5 separate regions of the Mus musculus genome follow, and all the other regions are linked to region 5. A link is a contact called in public ChIA-PET, Hi-C, HiChIP or PLAC-seq and promoter capture Hi-C data. All regions are on one chromosome and are shown on one strand. Each heading gives the region's core, a stretch centred on a gene start, on an enhancer-like site or on the middle of the called end of the contact. The rest is flanking DNA. Distances are from core to core; before and after follow the strand shown. Region 1 holds the start of Plekhm1 (pleckstrin homology domain containing, family M (with RUN domain) member 1). Region 2 holds the start of Arl4d (ADP-ribosylation factor-like 4D). Region 3 holds the start of Hexim1 (hexamethylene bis-acetamide inducible 1). Region 4 holds the start of Etv4 (ets variant 4). Region 5 holds the start of Gpatch8 (G patch domain containing 8).

Evidence for each region. Hi-C and Micro-C count contacts between places; a contact is called where the count stands out from the background. ChIA-PET counts read pairs in DNA pulled down with a chosen protein or histone mark. HiChIP or PLAC-seq counts read pairs in DNA pulled down with a chosen protein or histone mark. Capture Hi-C pulls out chosen DNA fragments and counts their contacts.
Region 1: a contact with region 5 is called in an H3K27ac HiChIP or PLAC-seq map of T-cell acute lymphoblastic leukemia, with 4 times the contacts expected there. The contact joins the promoter of Plekhm1 here to the promoter of Gpatch8 in region 5. A contact is called at or near these places in 1 of 39 promoter capture datasets (pre-B cells) and 1 of 115 datasets of contacts at active chromatin or transcription factors (T-cell acute lymphoblastic leukemia).
Region 2: a promoter capture Hi-C map of pancreatic islet shows a contact between it and region 5. The contact joins the promoter of Arl4d here to the promoter of Gpatch8 in region 5.
Region 3: a contact with region 5 is called in an RNA polymerase II ChIA-PET map of memory CD8 T cells, with 10 read pairs. The contact joins the promoter of Hexim1 here to the promoter of Gpatch8 in region 5. A contact is called at or near these places in 2 of 39 promoter capture datasets (cranial neural crest and pre-B cells) and 2 of 115 datasets of contacts at active chromatin or transcription factors (memory CD8 T cells and pancreatic cancer cells).
Region 4: a Hi-C map of B cells shows a contact between it and region 5, with 9 read pairs. The contact joins the promoter of Etv4 here to the promoter of Gpatch8 in region 5. A contact is called at or near these places in 3 of 484 Hi-C or Micro-C datasets (B cells, CD4 T cells and embryonic stem cells).

Annotation. Positions count from the first base shown.
Region 1 is chr11:103,411,306-103,414,346 of GRCm38.p6, forward strand. It overlaps Plekhm1 (pleckstrin homology domain containing, family M (with RUN domain) member 1), which reads right to left and starts at 1,400. Exons shown (of 12, transcript NM_183034.2): 1 at 1,288-1,400.
Region 2 is chr11:101,663,818-101,666,821 of GRCm38.p6, forward strand. It overlaps Arl4d (ADP-ribosylation factor-like 4D), which reads left to right and starts at 1,724. Exons shown (of 2, transcript NM_025404.3): 1 at 1,724-1,820; 2 at 2,731-3,004. The coding sequence starts at 2,833.
Region 3 is chr11:103,115,001-103,117,938 of GRCm38.p6, forward strand. Hexim1 (hexamethylene bis-acetamide inducible 1) reads left to right here and starts at 1,325. Exons shown (of 1, transcript NM_138753.2): 1 at 1,325-2,938. The coding sequence starts at 1,922.
Region 4 is chr11:101,783,974-101,786,692 of GRCm38.p6, forward strand. Etv4 (ets variant 4) reads right to left here and starts at 1,337. Exons shown (of 13, transcript NM_001316365.1): 1 at 1,135-1,337; 2 at 544-654; 3 at 257-350; 4 at 1-41. The coding sequence starts at 603. It overlaps Gm39392 (a long non-coding RNA gene), which reads left to right and starts at 1,348. Exons shown (of 3, transcript XR_880221.3): 1 at 1,348-2,719.
Region 5 is chr11:102,554,875-102,557,574 of GRCm38.p6, forward strand. It overlaps Gpatch8 (G patch domain containing 8), which reads right to left and starts at 1,284. Exons shown (of 8, transcript NM_001159492.1): 1 at 1,206-1,284. The coding sequence starts at 1,250.

The DNA.
Region 1 (3,041 bases), core at 150-2,649, 860 kb after region 5:
ATCCGAGTCCCTACACACACCAATTTAGCTGTTTAGTCTGCTGGGCTCTGAACAAGGAGCAGACATGGCTGTTGAGGAATATAGCAAGTATGACCACTAGGGAGCTATACCCTAAATTCTCAAAGTGAAAGAGAGCTGGATCAAGGAAGAAAATGACAGGAGTTGAGTAGATCTAGTTAATAGCAATTCTGGGAAGCCAGGCATGGTGACTCATGCCTACAATTCCAGCACTTGGGAGGTGGAGGCAGGGAGGATCAGGAGTCCATGGCTGTTTAGATTGGCTGTCTTAAAACAATAACAAAAACAAAAAACAAAACCACCCTCCATCCTACAAAAACAAACAAACAAACAAACAAACAAAAAACAGATTAAAACCAGGAGTGGTGACCCACACTGTGAGTTTGAGGCCAGCCTGATCTACATAGTGAGTGATCTGAGAGAGAGATCTAAGGCTAAATAGTGACATGCTGTCTCAAAAACAACAACAACAACAACCCAAAACCCCAAACTAACAGTGATGTTAGGGGGCAGGAATATTATGTACATGCATAAAATTCTCAAAGAATTAATAAATGCATATTAAATTTAAAGTAACGAAAGGACTGGGGGAAGTGGTAGAAACTGAGACAGTCCTCTACAGCAGAGTCGGGGACAGTTTAATATTAAGTCTTAGACAGGAAAGTGCCTGAGAGACCTTACCTCTGTGATCAGCTAGGGAATTAGGTAAAAATCGGTAAAGAAAAGATACACACAAGCCTTGAGATAAAGCTGTGACGTCAGTAACCAAGAAGAAACCGGCAAGTTCAACAGGAGAAAACTTCAGTAGTGGGTCAATGGGAGGGAGGGAGACTTAGCGTGTTTGGGACGAGTGAGCCAGATACGACAGGCTGCGATAAGAAATTGAGCCAGAATGGAGGGTCGAGGGAAGGTTCAGAAGAGATGAGGGATAAACGCGATGTTGAGATAAGAGGTGGCGAAGGGATGTGGCTCGCTCGGATCGGGTTGCAACTGGGCTAAAGAGGGGTCACGAGTGAGGCTACACTTTTGCAAGACCGGTGGTTAGGGGACCCGGCTTGGGGCTGAGGTTGGCTGCGGTGGAGACGGAGGGGAGAGAGCCGGTGGCCACTGGCTGAGGTGGGAGCAGGCCCGGGCTGCGAAGGGCCGAGGTTCCCACCCCAAGTCTCCAGGCGCACAGGGGTCGCGAGTGGCTGCGAGGTTGCGGGCCCACCGCCGGGTCGCATCACCGCCCCGCGCTTCCCTCCACGTTCAGACCCCAGACTCACTCACCGAAGGGATCAGGAGCAGGTGGCGGCGCTCCGGGCGAAGCGAGACCCCCCTCGGTTCCGAGCAGAAGCTGCGGCTCCAAAGGCACTGACAACAGGAAGCGGCGCGCGGCGTCTGACGCCATCACGTCGGCTCCTCGCTACGGCCCCGCCCCCAGTCCTCAAAAACCAATCACTGGGCCTAGAGGAGCCGAGGGGCGGGGCCGTCAGCTCTTCCCTTGCCCCGGATTGCAGGGCTTCTTGGCTCAGGTGAGCGATCCTGCCGCTCTCGCTACTCTGGCTCTGGGTAGCGCAGAGAGGCTGGACCCTTGGAGCTTCGGGACTTCTGCGTCCCGCAGCTCTGCCCCTCAATCGCATCTGTGCAACTTTGGGGTTGTCGTGTTTGCCCCCTTAATCCGAAAATGCGCCCTGTTGCGCCATTAACCCGTATGTTTCCCTAAGGGCATTAGTAGTGGAGGGAGCAAGTGGATCCTGGGTCCAAGTGGGACCTTCAGGTCTGGTTTTTCCGGAGCCAGGAAACAGTTGTTTTGACTTGTCTCATACCACGTGATCGCCCTGAGGGCTCTCTTGGACCTGTTAGTTTAATTTGCCTGCGGTCAGCCCTTTGAGGCATGAAGCCCAGAGGACCTGCTTTTTGTCTTCTCACTATTTAATTGCTTTTGTTCCATTACAGAAAATGACAGCTGTCTCTCGGAATAGACGCGGAAGAAAACTGTCAAATGTAGCAACCGTGACTAATAAAGGGCAGGCTGGGCAGGTCTGAGGACCGTGCCCAAAAGGGAACCTAGGACCTAGGTGTGGGCCATAGAGGTGGTGACTGTAAAAGAAAAGACTCTCTGTGAGTTTATATGAACTTTGCTCCTATTGACTTAGAGGACCTTGTTTTCTTGGTGTCTTCCATCCCCTCTGGCTCCTACACTCTTTCCACCTCTCCCTTGGGGTTCCCTATCTGCTGTAGAAGGAAACTTCTCTAATGATGGCTGAACAAGGCATTGATCTATGAGTACCCAAATGTCATTAGGAGTCATTTTATCACTATGTCTTTTTTTTCCTTTTCTTTCTTTCTTTTTACCAGTTGTGGTTTGAATGTGCTTGGCCCATGGGAAATGGCACTATTTAGGAGGCATGGCCTTACTGGAAGAGGTGTGGCCTTGTTAGCGGAAGTATGTCACTGTGGCTTTGAGGTAATATATATTTGAATATATGTTCAAACATATATATGCTCAAACTCTGCCCAGTCTCTTGGTTGCCTTCTTTTTTCTTTCTTTCTTTTTTTTTTAATTTATTTTATTTTTATTATATGTAAGTACACTGTAGCTGTCTTCAGACACTCCGGAAGAGGGAGTCAGATCTCATTAAGGATGGTTGTGAGCCACCATGTGGTTGCTGGGATTTGAACTCAGGACCTTTGGAAGAGCAGTTGGGTATCTTACCCACTGAGCCATCTCTCCAGCCCTCTGGGTTGCCTTCTAATCAAGACTCTTAAAAAAAAAAAAAAAAAAAAAAAAGCTCCTCCCCCAGCACCACACCTGTCTGCCTGCTGCCACGCTAATGACGGAACCTCGGAACCTGTAACCCAGCCCCAGCTAAATGTGTTCCTTTATAGGAGTTGCCTTGGTCATGGTGTCTTTCACCACAATGGAACCCCTAACTAAGACACCAGTCTTATTTGCTTTTACCCTAGGTCCCTGGGCTATCTGGTCTTTGGTTCTTGGTTACCCCAAGCATGTTGGGTATGGGTTCCACCTGGTGAAGTGG
Region 2 (3,004 bases), core at 474-2,973, 890 kb before region 5:
GCTGAGGAATGAGCTGTGTTTGATTACTGAGGTACTTGGGGCAGAACCCAGAGTCTGTGCATGCTGGGCAAACTCTCTGCTGCTACGCCATCATGACTGGTTCATCTGTATTTCTGAAATAGGGTCGTGTTAAGTTGCTCGTGCTGGCCTTGAACTCATGATCTAGCCTAGAGAGGTTATCCATGTCTTGTCTCCTGCCTCAGCCTCCAGAGTACCTGGGATAACACTCTGTGGTTATGCCCAGTTGAACTTTGTCTTTTAAAGTCTCTTTTATCGTGCTTTTTAGACAGCATCTCACTGTGTAATGCTGGCTGTCTAACGTAAGACTGCCTCGCCCCAGAGTCTCCCCATGAGAAGACTATTGCCAAGCAGTGAGCATCCTGGCACTGAATTCAGACAGATCTTGCTCAGCCACATATGACCTAAATGTGATCATAACTAAGTCTTTTATCCATCTGCAGCTTTCTGTACCTGTAAGAAACAGACAACAGTCCCTAACATGCTACTGTGAGGTAATGGGGTCCTCCATGCTCTATATGCAGGAAGCTGAGGCCCAAAGATTGTTAGGATGTCCAGGATAGCCTGAGCTACATAATGAGATTCCTATCTCAAAACACACACACAAAAAAACCAAATATAGCTGGATATGATGGCTCATGCCTTTAATCCTTTTTTTTCCTTTTTTTTTCCCGAGATGGTTTCTCTGTGTGGCCCTGGCTGTACTGGAACTCACTCTGTAGATCAGGATGGCCTCGAACACAGAAATCTGCCTGCCACTGCCTCCCAAGATTAAAGGCATGCACTACCACTGCCTGGTTTCATGCCTTTAATCTTAAAGGCAGAGGCAGGTGGATTATTTTGTGTATGAGGCCACCCTAGTCTACATAGTGAGTTCCAGGATAGCTAGGGTTATATAGAAAGACCCTGTCTCAAAAAATACTCCCCCCACCCCCTTATCCCTTGAAGCAATGGCTCAGTGGTTAAGAGCACTTATTACTCTTCCAGCGGACCCAGGTTCGGTTCCCAGCACCCATATGAGGCAGTCACCACTGTCTCTAATTCTGGTTCCAGGAGATCTGACATTTCCTACTGAACACATGGGCATATACTGACCCACTGGCTTAACTGACACTGAGCACTGCTGCCCTTGCAGAGGTCCTGAATCCATTTCCCAGCAACCACATGGTGGCTCACAACCATCTGTAAGGGGATCCGATGCCCTCTTCTGGTGTGTCAGCGTCCCCGTACTCCTATATACATTAAATGGGCTTAGTATTATGAATCAGCTGTATCAGAGCTCCAGGTAAATACTGCTTTGCAAACTAGATGAAGACAGTGACTTGAATGAGTACTACTGAATGAGGTAAGATACGAAAACATGTCAGAATCTCTTCGAGCAGATCTTTAGGTGGAAGGAAAGTATGGGGGGGGGGCAGCCGGATTGAGGGCAAGTGGATGGGGTAGTGTCATTATTAGACATTCCGTTCCATGCTCTCGTCAGGCGCAGCCACGCCTGTTCCTTTAGTCTGTCCCACCTCCCAGCCCTAATGAGTTCCAGGCTCTGTTCCAAATACTGAATAAGGTAGAAAAGATTAAAATAAAGCGGTTCCGGATAGAACGAGCTCTCCATTTCCAGGCTGGGGCTGCAGAGGCTGGCTCAGTCCCCGCCTCCGGGACGCTGATTGGGCCGCGTCGTGTGACGTCACGAGAGGGTTTTTAACGAGGAACCGGAGCAGCGGCACTGCAAAGTCCGCTGTGGCTGAGACGCGACGAGTCGGTGTCTGGTTGGCGTGGCTCGCGGAGAGTGCGGCTGGCTGAAGGTAAAGGAGGGTGTCTGGACCATGCAAAGGCGCCGGCTTGCGGGGCTTAGGGGAGCGGGCGTCGACCGCTGGCTGGAGAGTTGCAGGGCCGTGTGGTGGTGGTCAAAGCGCCCGCAGGGGCGTGCCACCGTTGTGGGTATGCGGTGCTTGTGGGAGCCCGACCCACATCGGTGCTCTTACTTTGGGCACACTGCCCGACCGCCTCCTTCATGCGAGATTTCTCCTCTGGGGAGTGGAGAGCACAGCTTCTGCTTTCTCTCAATCTCGGAGAGGGGTGCAGGGAAACGACCTTACTTCGGATCTTGCCTGCAAGATCCGCACCCTCGAAGATCCTAGTGCCCGAGAGTTTCTCTGACCTCAGGGCCTCTCCTAGGAGTCCCTGGGACAGGAGCACGCCTTGTTACACCTGTAGCTACTTTTTTTATTTTTTATTTTTAAGAAGAGGGGAAGGAGAAAGGCATTGGAGATGGTTTAAAAGCGCCTACCCTAAAACATGAGGACCCTAATTGGTTCCTGAGACCCACATACTCTTGTAAGTTGTCCTGACTTTAACACTCAAGCTGTGAGTGGCTTACACACACGCACAAAATATTTTTTCTTTACTTTGGAAAAAGAGGCACTTAAAAATCTTTTTTTTTTTCTTTTTTGTTTTTCTAGACAGGGTTTCTCTGTGTAGCCCTGGCTGTCCTGGAACTCACTCTGTAGACCAGGCTGGCCTCGAACTCAGAAATCCACCTGCCTCTGCCTCCCAAGTGCTGGGATTAAAGGTGTGCTCCACCACTGCTGGGGCAAACCTTGTTTTAATAAAAGGAATATTTAGAAGGGTAGGGTGCAGGTTTAGGGGAAGGACCCAAAAGTTGCAAATTCGTTTATTCTAAACCTTTCTCGTTTCTTTTTTGGCCTTGTTTAGACACCCCAGCTTGTGCTACCTGCCGTTTTAAGGTCTCCTCTTCTTGGCCTCTGCTGGAGTCCCAGACCTACTCCTGAGGTCCACCCTGCACCCTAGCTCACCATGGGGAACCACTTGACTGAAATGGCCCCTACAGCCTCGTCCTTTCTGCCGCACTTCCAGGCCCTGCATGTCGTCGTCATTGGGTTGGATTCCGCGGGGAAGACTTCCCTTCTTTACCGTCTCAAGTTCAAGGAGTTTGTCCAGAGCGTCCCCACCAAGGGCTTTAATACTG
Region 3 (2,938 bases), core at 75-2,574, 560 kb after region 5:
GAACCCCCACTTCACCCCCAATGTACCCTACGGCCCTGGGTCAAGCACACCCATTTCAGGGAAGGCCTTCAGCTTTCCTTCTCGAAGCCTTCCCCCCAACACACACACACACCTCATCTCTGTGGATGACACCCCCTTTTTTCGGGAACGCATAGATTTTTGGGTTCCTCCCCAACACAGACTTCGCATCAATTGGCCCAATCTCTCCAGAGTATCCTGGCTAGGGAAAGGTTTGCGGTATCGGAAGCGAAGAGGCCAAGTCGACCCCGGGAGGCCATTTTCTTCGGCAGAAGCCGAGGTTCGGGGCGAGTCCTTCCTCCTCACCACGCGCTTCCCATCCGGGCTCAGGCGGAGAGCTCGGCCGCGGAGGACCACTTTGCTTTCACCTCTGGTGCGGAGATAGCTCTTGGCCTGGGTGGCTGCTCTCACCTAAGGGCCTCCAGGATAGCCTGAGGACCGACGTCACTCAGGACTCGAACCCGCCCTCTCAGTTCCTGAGGCCTAGTCTGAAGCTGATGCTCGGCAGGCCACCACACTGTCCCTTTAAGGCGGCACTTCTTAATTCATTTGTTTACTTCTTCATGCGCTTTTCGTCTTTTTAATAAATAGTTGTCCAAAATATCCTTCCGCTTATCTCTCTCCAAGAAACCCATCACCTACCTCAGAGACATTATTGTAATTTTAAGAATCCAATGTCAGTAATCACGACTAACAGCTCTCTTTATAGAATTTAATCCTCTTTTACACTTTAGGGACTACTTTTTAGGGACAGACCATTTTTGCATAAGTTGAAAACGGTTTATGGCCATCAGAACCTTTCCGCTGAGAACAGAATATGACAGTAGATTTTCAAACGCACCTTTTAATAAAAATATTCTGTATAAGCTCCCAAAGGTCATGGAATCTTCTTGTATTCCTGAAGCACAATGGTATGGTCCAGAACCCGCCCCATCTCCTCTGTAATTGGTCTTCCTTCCTCGGAGAGACGAATAACTCTTGCCCAATGACTGCTCACGTTTCTTCAGCGAGAGCTAAGCGATGGAAGAAGGCGGCCTGGGAGACGCCCCCTACGCATTCTATGATTGGCTACGTTGCACGGCGCGCGAGGACGGCGGGCCCGAAAGAAGGGAACTACGACTCCCGGCTGCCCCACACCTGGACTCCGTTACGCATGCGCATGGGCGGGGCTTACAAGCTTCTATATATAAGAGGCGCCGAGGGCTTGGAGACAGCAGTTGGAAGTTGGCAGGTGGAAAGTCAGGTTGGGAGGGGAAGCCGGAGGAGGAGGCGGAAGAAGAGCTGTCTGAAGGGGGAGGGAGGGAGGGAGGAAAAGAGGAGGAGGCGGAGGAGAACTGAGCGGAGCATCGAGCCAGAGGGGAGATGAGTTTGTCTGTCCTCGGCTAAGGCTCCGGCCCGGCCTGAGGAACTGGGAGCTCGGGTTGGAGCGACACCCGTGGAAGTGGGAGGTGGCGGCTCTGGGACTTTAACCCCTTGTGGGCTCTGCGGCAGGGGATTTAACCCTTTGTGGATTCGGCCCCTCCGAGGCAGCGTCATCGGGTAGTTTTAACCCTTTCGGGTTGGGTTTAACCCATTGGACTTAAACCTCCTCTCCTTGCGCACCAACTCCTCGTCTGTGGGAGCACTCGGCGGGGAGGCGTGAAGCCCACCCCTCTGCATATTTGCATACGGTGCCTGCTGCTGAACCCCCGGACCTGCTAGTTGGCCACGCTTGTGTGCGCTTAACCCTTTATTGACTGGACTCCAAGTTGCGATTGGAGTTTGCTGACAGGACGGACGGAAGGCGTCACTGCAGAAATTACTGACCGAAGAGGACTTTGTTGGACATATTTTGAAAAGAAAGAAAAACCTCTTTCCTTAAGCCAGAATTTCTCAAACTTCCAGAAGAGAACTCTACTAAGCCATGGCCGAGCCACTCTTGACAGAACATCAACACCAGCCTCAAACTAGCAACTGTACAGGTGCTGCTGTTGTCCATGAAGAGCATACCTCTGAGCGCCCCCCAAGCGCGGAGGAACGGGTGCCCAAGGAGGACAGTAGGTGGCAATCGAGAGCGTCCTTGCAGTCCGGTAGCCGTCCAGGGCAGGAGGGAGAAGGGGGCCTGAAGCACCAGCTGCCCCCATTGCAGACGAATGCCTGTCCAGAATTGAGCTCCCTGGAGAAGGGCGAGAAGGGCCAGAATGGGGAGGACTTATCCACTGGCGGTGCCTCCCCGTCGGCGGAGGGAGAGCCGATGTCAGAGTCCCTCGTGCAGCCAGGTCATGACTCGGAGGCCACCAAGCAGGAGGCTCCTGCCGCCGGAGGCGAGGAGCCATGGGGACAGCAACAGAGACAGCTGGGCAAGAAAAAACATCGGAGACGCCCCTCAAAGAAGAAGCGGCATTGGAAGCCCTACTACAAGCTGACTTGGGAGGAGAAGAAAAAGTTCGACGAGAAGCAGAGCCTGCGAGCTTCGCGGGTTCGAGCCGAGATGTTCGCCAAGGGCCAGCCAGTTGCGCCCTATAACACCACGCAGTTCCTCATGGATGACCACGATCAGGAGGAGCCTGATCTCAAAACCGGCCTTTACCCCAAGCGGGCAGCCGCCAAATCCGACGACACCAGCGATGAGGATTTTGTGGAAGAAGCTGGTGAGGAAGACGGAGGCAGCGATGGCATGGGAGGGGACGGCAGCGAGTTTCTGCAGCGGGACTTCTCGGAGACGTACGAGCGGTACCACGCCGAGAGCCTGCAGAACATGAGCAAGCAGGAGCTCATCAAAGAGTACCTGGAGCTGGAGAAGTGCCTCTCCCGCAAGGAGGACGAAAATAACCGGCTGCGGCTGGAAAGCAAGCGGCTGGGAGGCGTCGACGCGCGAGTGCGGGAGCTCGAGCTAGAGCTGGACCGGCTGCGCGCTGAGAACCTCCAGCTGCTGACCGAG
Region 4 (2,719 bases), core at 87-2,586, 770 kb before region 5:
GAGCCACGTCTCTTGGAAGTGACTGAGGTCCTGGAAGAGATCTGATGGGTGAATATTGGATTGGTGAAGAGGTGGCGATAATATGGGGAAGAGACCTGGCGAGCCCGGGTTACAGCCTCCCCACTGGTGATAAGGGACGGAGAAGAATGAGTGGTTTGACTTTTGGGGAAACGTGGGTTGGGGAAGTCCAGGATAAGGCTTTGGGATGGATGTACGTGGATTAAGCAGAGGGGTCGCAGTTTGTCTGTTTCTTTACCTTCTGAGTCGGAAGGCGGCAGGGAGCCCGGGTCCATGAGCTTTCCCTGCGGGACCATCAGCGCTTCGCCCAAGCTCCCATTTCCGGGAGATTTCTGCTGGAAGGAGGGGGGAAGAATGCCCCCGAATCACCCTGAGGAGTCTAGCTTGGGGTTGGGGGTGGGGTCCCGGGGTGGCTCAGGGGCCAGGCGGTCCTGGACCCACTGAGACCCCCCGGGAGGGGGCTGCGGGGCGAGTAGGGGCGGGGTGCGGGGCGGGGGCGGGCGTGGAGGCCGGCGCGGCGCTCACGCTGCAGAAGGTGTAGGGCACTCGCTGGTCCAAGTATCCGCCTTTCATCCTCCGCTCCATCCGGCCGCTCCCTCCGGCCACAGGGCCGGGCCCCCGCGCGGAGGCAGAGACCTGGGAGGGGGGAGGCAGTTCGCACACGGTCCCGGGAGCGCTGCGGGGGGGAGGGGGCGATCGCGAGGCTTTGGATCGGACAGCGAAACTTCTCCGACTCGCTGGGACCTGCGCGGCCGAGCGCCTCCACCGCCACTCCTCTCCCGCCAAAGGAGGTCCCACCTGCTCCCTTGAGCTGGGGTTGGTGTGTCTGCTTTCTGCAGCCCTGCTCAGCCCGAACTGGGTTACATAAGACGTGTGTGTGCGTGTGTGTGTGCGCGCGTGTGTGAGTGTGTGTGTGTGTATGTGGGCGCGCGCGCGCGGCGCACACCATTCGCACGCCCATAACTCAGGCGCCCCCTCCAGCCTCGAATCCCGACGCCTCCCACCCCCGCCCCGGAATGTGCGGAAGCGGGCGCCGAACAGAGAGAGTGTGGTGTGTGGGAGATGAAGCGGGGAAATCACAGACACTCTCCCTTCCTTCCCCTTCCGCAGCTTCACCTGAGGTCCGGGCGTCTGTGCCGGAGCCGCGGGGGGATGCTCAGCATGCCCGGGGGATGACACAACTAAGGTGGCGGGGCTAGGCCGGAGCGAGGCGGCCTGAGCCCCGGGTCCCCAGAGCCCCGGCTTGTTTTCCGGGCGCAGCAGACAGTTGTGAGCCCGGGGGAGCAGCTGATTGGTGCATTTCCTTTGCCTTGGCCTCCGTTCTCGCTCTTCCCCCGCCCCTCCCCACCGGTTCCCTTTGTTTCATTGACTTTTGTGAATGAAACCCCAGGGCCGGGCACGCCCGCCAATCCTCAGACTCGGCTAGCTGAGCTTGAGGGAGGAGTTTCCCAGCCACGAAGACCAATCAGAAAGTAGGGGCTGGCTCCTGGCTTCATTCACTTTTTGGACTTCCATTCATAAAAAAATAAACTCCTTTCGGCTTTAGTTCATTCATAAAGAATTGAGAAAAAAAGACGGAAGCTGAAGACCCGGCAGCTTCTCCACGGGTTCCAACCTGGGTTTTGGGTCTAAGGACCCCTGAGCTCCTTCCGCTGGCGTTAGCTCACGCCTCTGTGCATCTATACTTACGTGGGAGTGTGAACACGTCTGTGTGCCCTGGGGGGAGGGGGAGGCAAACGGACTTGTGCGCCCAGAGGAACCATAATAACTAGCATTTATGAAGCGCTCTGCCTCCACGTGCTAATTTCCTTCCCATAACGTGGTGCTGCGGAGCGGTTTCCATTTTACTTTACAAATGAAAATGGAAGAAAGCTAAGAAAGACACCATGGCCTCCTCACCTGAGGTAACTCAGCTTGTCACTGAGGGGCATTAGCGTTTCAAAGCCACCAAGGTCTTCTGTGCAGCCCTCTGAGACCCCGAGCTACTTGAAAACAAATGGAGGCACAGTTGGTGCTCAGTAAATGTAAACTGGCTCAAACCGGCTTTCTCACGGGTCTGTGATCTGTAGAGTTGCTTATTCTGTGACCCGCTTTATCATTCATTCGAGGCTTTGCCAACAAGAGGCTCAAGGATGTCTCTCTCGCTGCCATCTTACTCCTTATGATAGGAAGCAGAAATCCCAAGTGACTTGGTGATCAAAAGACAGGATGGGTTCCAATTTTGTCCAAGAGGTTGATCTTAGTGTTTGTCATTCGAGCATCACTGCCTTCAGTAAATATCTGCTGTGTCAGACATGGTGCTGGGCGCCAAGCAAGTGTGAGAAAGACTACCTCCCTTGGGATCTGGGTTGCTTTAGATGCCGTCACAAGGACCCACAGGCCCACAGGGCTGCTTTCAAAGTTCATCTGTCTAACCAAACAGTACTTCTGAGAAAGAAAAGGTGCATGCAATCTCTTCCAGCCTGTAGGAGTCAGAGAAGGGACAAAAACCTTAACCCCCTGGCACCTGAACTGGGCTCTTTCTGCCACACAAACTCCTCCCCTTTACCTACCAAACTGTTCTTTAAAGTTTGAACCTGCTGCCGCTCTCCTCTAGGGACCCCCCTTTTCATGAGAGCCTGGGTCAGTCCATATATATGGTGAGGTATCTTTCATTCTCTTCCCTGTTAGAGAAATCCCTATATAGTTATGGGGATCTCTG
Region 5 (2,700 bases), core at 34-2,533:
TGCAAAACTTCCCATAGCGTTCTACACCTAAGACTATTTAACAGTGTTGATTTTAAACCAGTTGAAATTGCTTTGTCTATCAACCCAATCATCTCCAAGAATTCAAACCCTTCAAATTGCCTTCTGACACAGCTAGAGGTGCGTTGAGGAAGCTGAAAGGAATACAAAAACTCGAGTTCGGAGGCTCATCCCTTGACCTAAATTGCTGTTGCCAGGAGATGCGGTAGTAATGCAGTGATTTGCAACTGAGGATGTATTTTACCTAGAAATAACCAAAGGCTACTAAATCCCTTATTGTCTCCCAACTATGCCTGCAGTAACAATTTCAATATCTAAAAGCCTAATGATTCTAATTCGGCCTTTGTTGTTTGTTTTTTTGTTTTGTTTTGTTTTTGTTGTTTTTTTCTTTAATGCCTGCCACCCCACGGACATCTTTCCCAGATCAACATTTGCAAACGAAGAAAGAAAAAAAAAAAAAATCAAGGTTTAGGAACGAATTTACTCCCGCTTGGAAAGGCCATAATTATGCTTCTTTACAAATCTTGGTAGGTCTCGAAGTTAAGTTTACGCCAGTCCACAGACCTATACCTTACTGTCCCCAACCCAATTAACGGCCTGTAAACAACAGCAGTTATTTATGCCCAGAGAAAGCTCAATGGCTCGCCTCAACAAAAAAGGCGTCTTTGATAAGAAAGGGCGCCCTTTACCAGGGGGAAGACTAGGTTAGACAGTCGATAAAGGGCTTGTTTGTCACAATGGGAAAACGGAGAGGCGATCCCCAGGATGATCGGGGCGAGCAAAAGCCAAGGCTTCCATAGCCCCGGCCTGAAAACCGCTGGCCCAAGCCTTCCCCGCCCCAGCCCTCTCCCCCGGGGGCCGGGCCGGCCCTGCGCCTGCACAGGCCCCGAGACAAGCAAAGCGCAACCCCCACAAAGCGCCCGGCTGCGGAGCGGGAAGCCAGGAGCAAAATAGGAGGAAAGCCGAGCCGAAGAAGCGGCGTGAATAGGGATGAAGCCGGGGACGCGGCCTCATCTCAGCCCCGGAGGCCCCTGGAGAAATGAGAGGCAGGAAGGGGCGAGAGCCGGCTTGCAAGGTGGAGCGGAGAGCAGAAGGAAGGAGAGCCAGGAGGCCGGGAGGGAGGCGGCCCCGGGCTCGCGGCGAGCCCTCCGGGGGCGTGGGTGGTCCTCGGCGACGCCCGTGTTTACCTGAAAGTCTCGGTCCTCGTTGAAGCGGGAGAAGCGGTCCGCCATTTTGCCGCTCTCACTCCTCCTCAGGACGACGCTCTCCGGTTCGCTCCTCCCCTCCCGCTACGCCCGCCCCCTCTCTGTTTCCACGCCCCCTCCCACGCCCACCGGGCGCGCGCAGCAGGCGTGGGGAGGGGGGTGGAGGATGTGTGCTTGGCGAGGGATTGTTGGGGGGGTGTTGGGAAGAGGAGGGAACAGGAATTCGTTCCGACGGGAATCCCGAAGGCGCGCAGGCCTGGAGGCGGAACCTTCCTCTCACATCGCTCGGTTTCACGCCCGGCCCCGAGCGACCCCAGCGGGCCGCGCATGCGCACTCGCGCCGGCGCGCGTAAGCGCTTCCGGAGGGAAAGATCAGCAGGGCAGAGCATTTGGGGGCCTGGGAAGTATTCACTTGCTCCCTTAGCAGTGTTCAGAAGTCTTTCTTTCTTATGCTCTTGTTTACGGTCAAGCCCATCCCGTATTTGTAATAATATACAGTGTAATGCTATACAGTAGCATGAGATCTGACTTTACAGCTAGAGTACTTTTAATGTTTTTTTGTTTTGTTTTTGTTATTTTGTTGACAGGGTTTCCTGTAGCTCTCTATGTAGTAGAGGCTCGCCCCCCGATGTCCAAAGAGGGTATTTTTAAAATTAATACATAATAATGTTACTTAAGAGGTACCAAAAAAATCTCTCAAAGGGCTTCCATTCCAGGCAGGAAGTCAGATAACCAATAAATTAACCTAATAGTTGTAAATATAAACGAGTGTCTATTCCTGCTTGAGGCTGAGGGGAAATTAAGTCAAGCTTATCCTTGGCTACATAGGAAGTTCAAAGCTAGCCTGGGCTATAAGACATTGCTTCAAATAACAAAATCTAAGTGACACTGTGGGGGGGGGGGACTGTAATGAAAAGAATGACCTATCTTAAAGCTACATATAAATCAAGGCATAACAAAGGGATCACAACCTTGAAGAAGAGAGAAACTTAAACACATGGCTACCAAGAGCTTGACGTTTTTTTCTTACTATTTTCCCTCCCCCTCCCACTCCTCTCCCCCCTCCACACATATATATTCATGTTCAGAGTCATTGGATCCCCTGAAGCTAGAGTTACAGTTAAGAATCACCATGTATGTCAGTGCTAGAAACAAACCCAGGTGCTCTGCATGTGGAACAAGTGCTTTTAACTGCTTAGCCATCTTTCCAGCTCTTGTTTTCTTTAATGTTTTCACAGGGTGGGGGAGTGAGGGGGGGCTGTTTAATTTTACCTAGTGTAAGACTGCTTCGCCTACATGAATGAATGAATGTATGTATGTATGTATGTATGTATGTATGTATGTATGTATGTGTATCAGCTCTTAACAGCTGAGCCATCTCTCTAGCCCCTCTACCTGATTTTAAGACAAGGTCTCTCCTTAAACCTGGAGCTCTCCCTAGTCAGCTAGCAAGCCTCTGGAATTTGTACCTGGCACC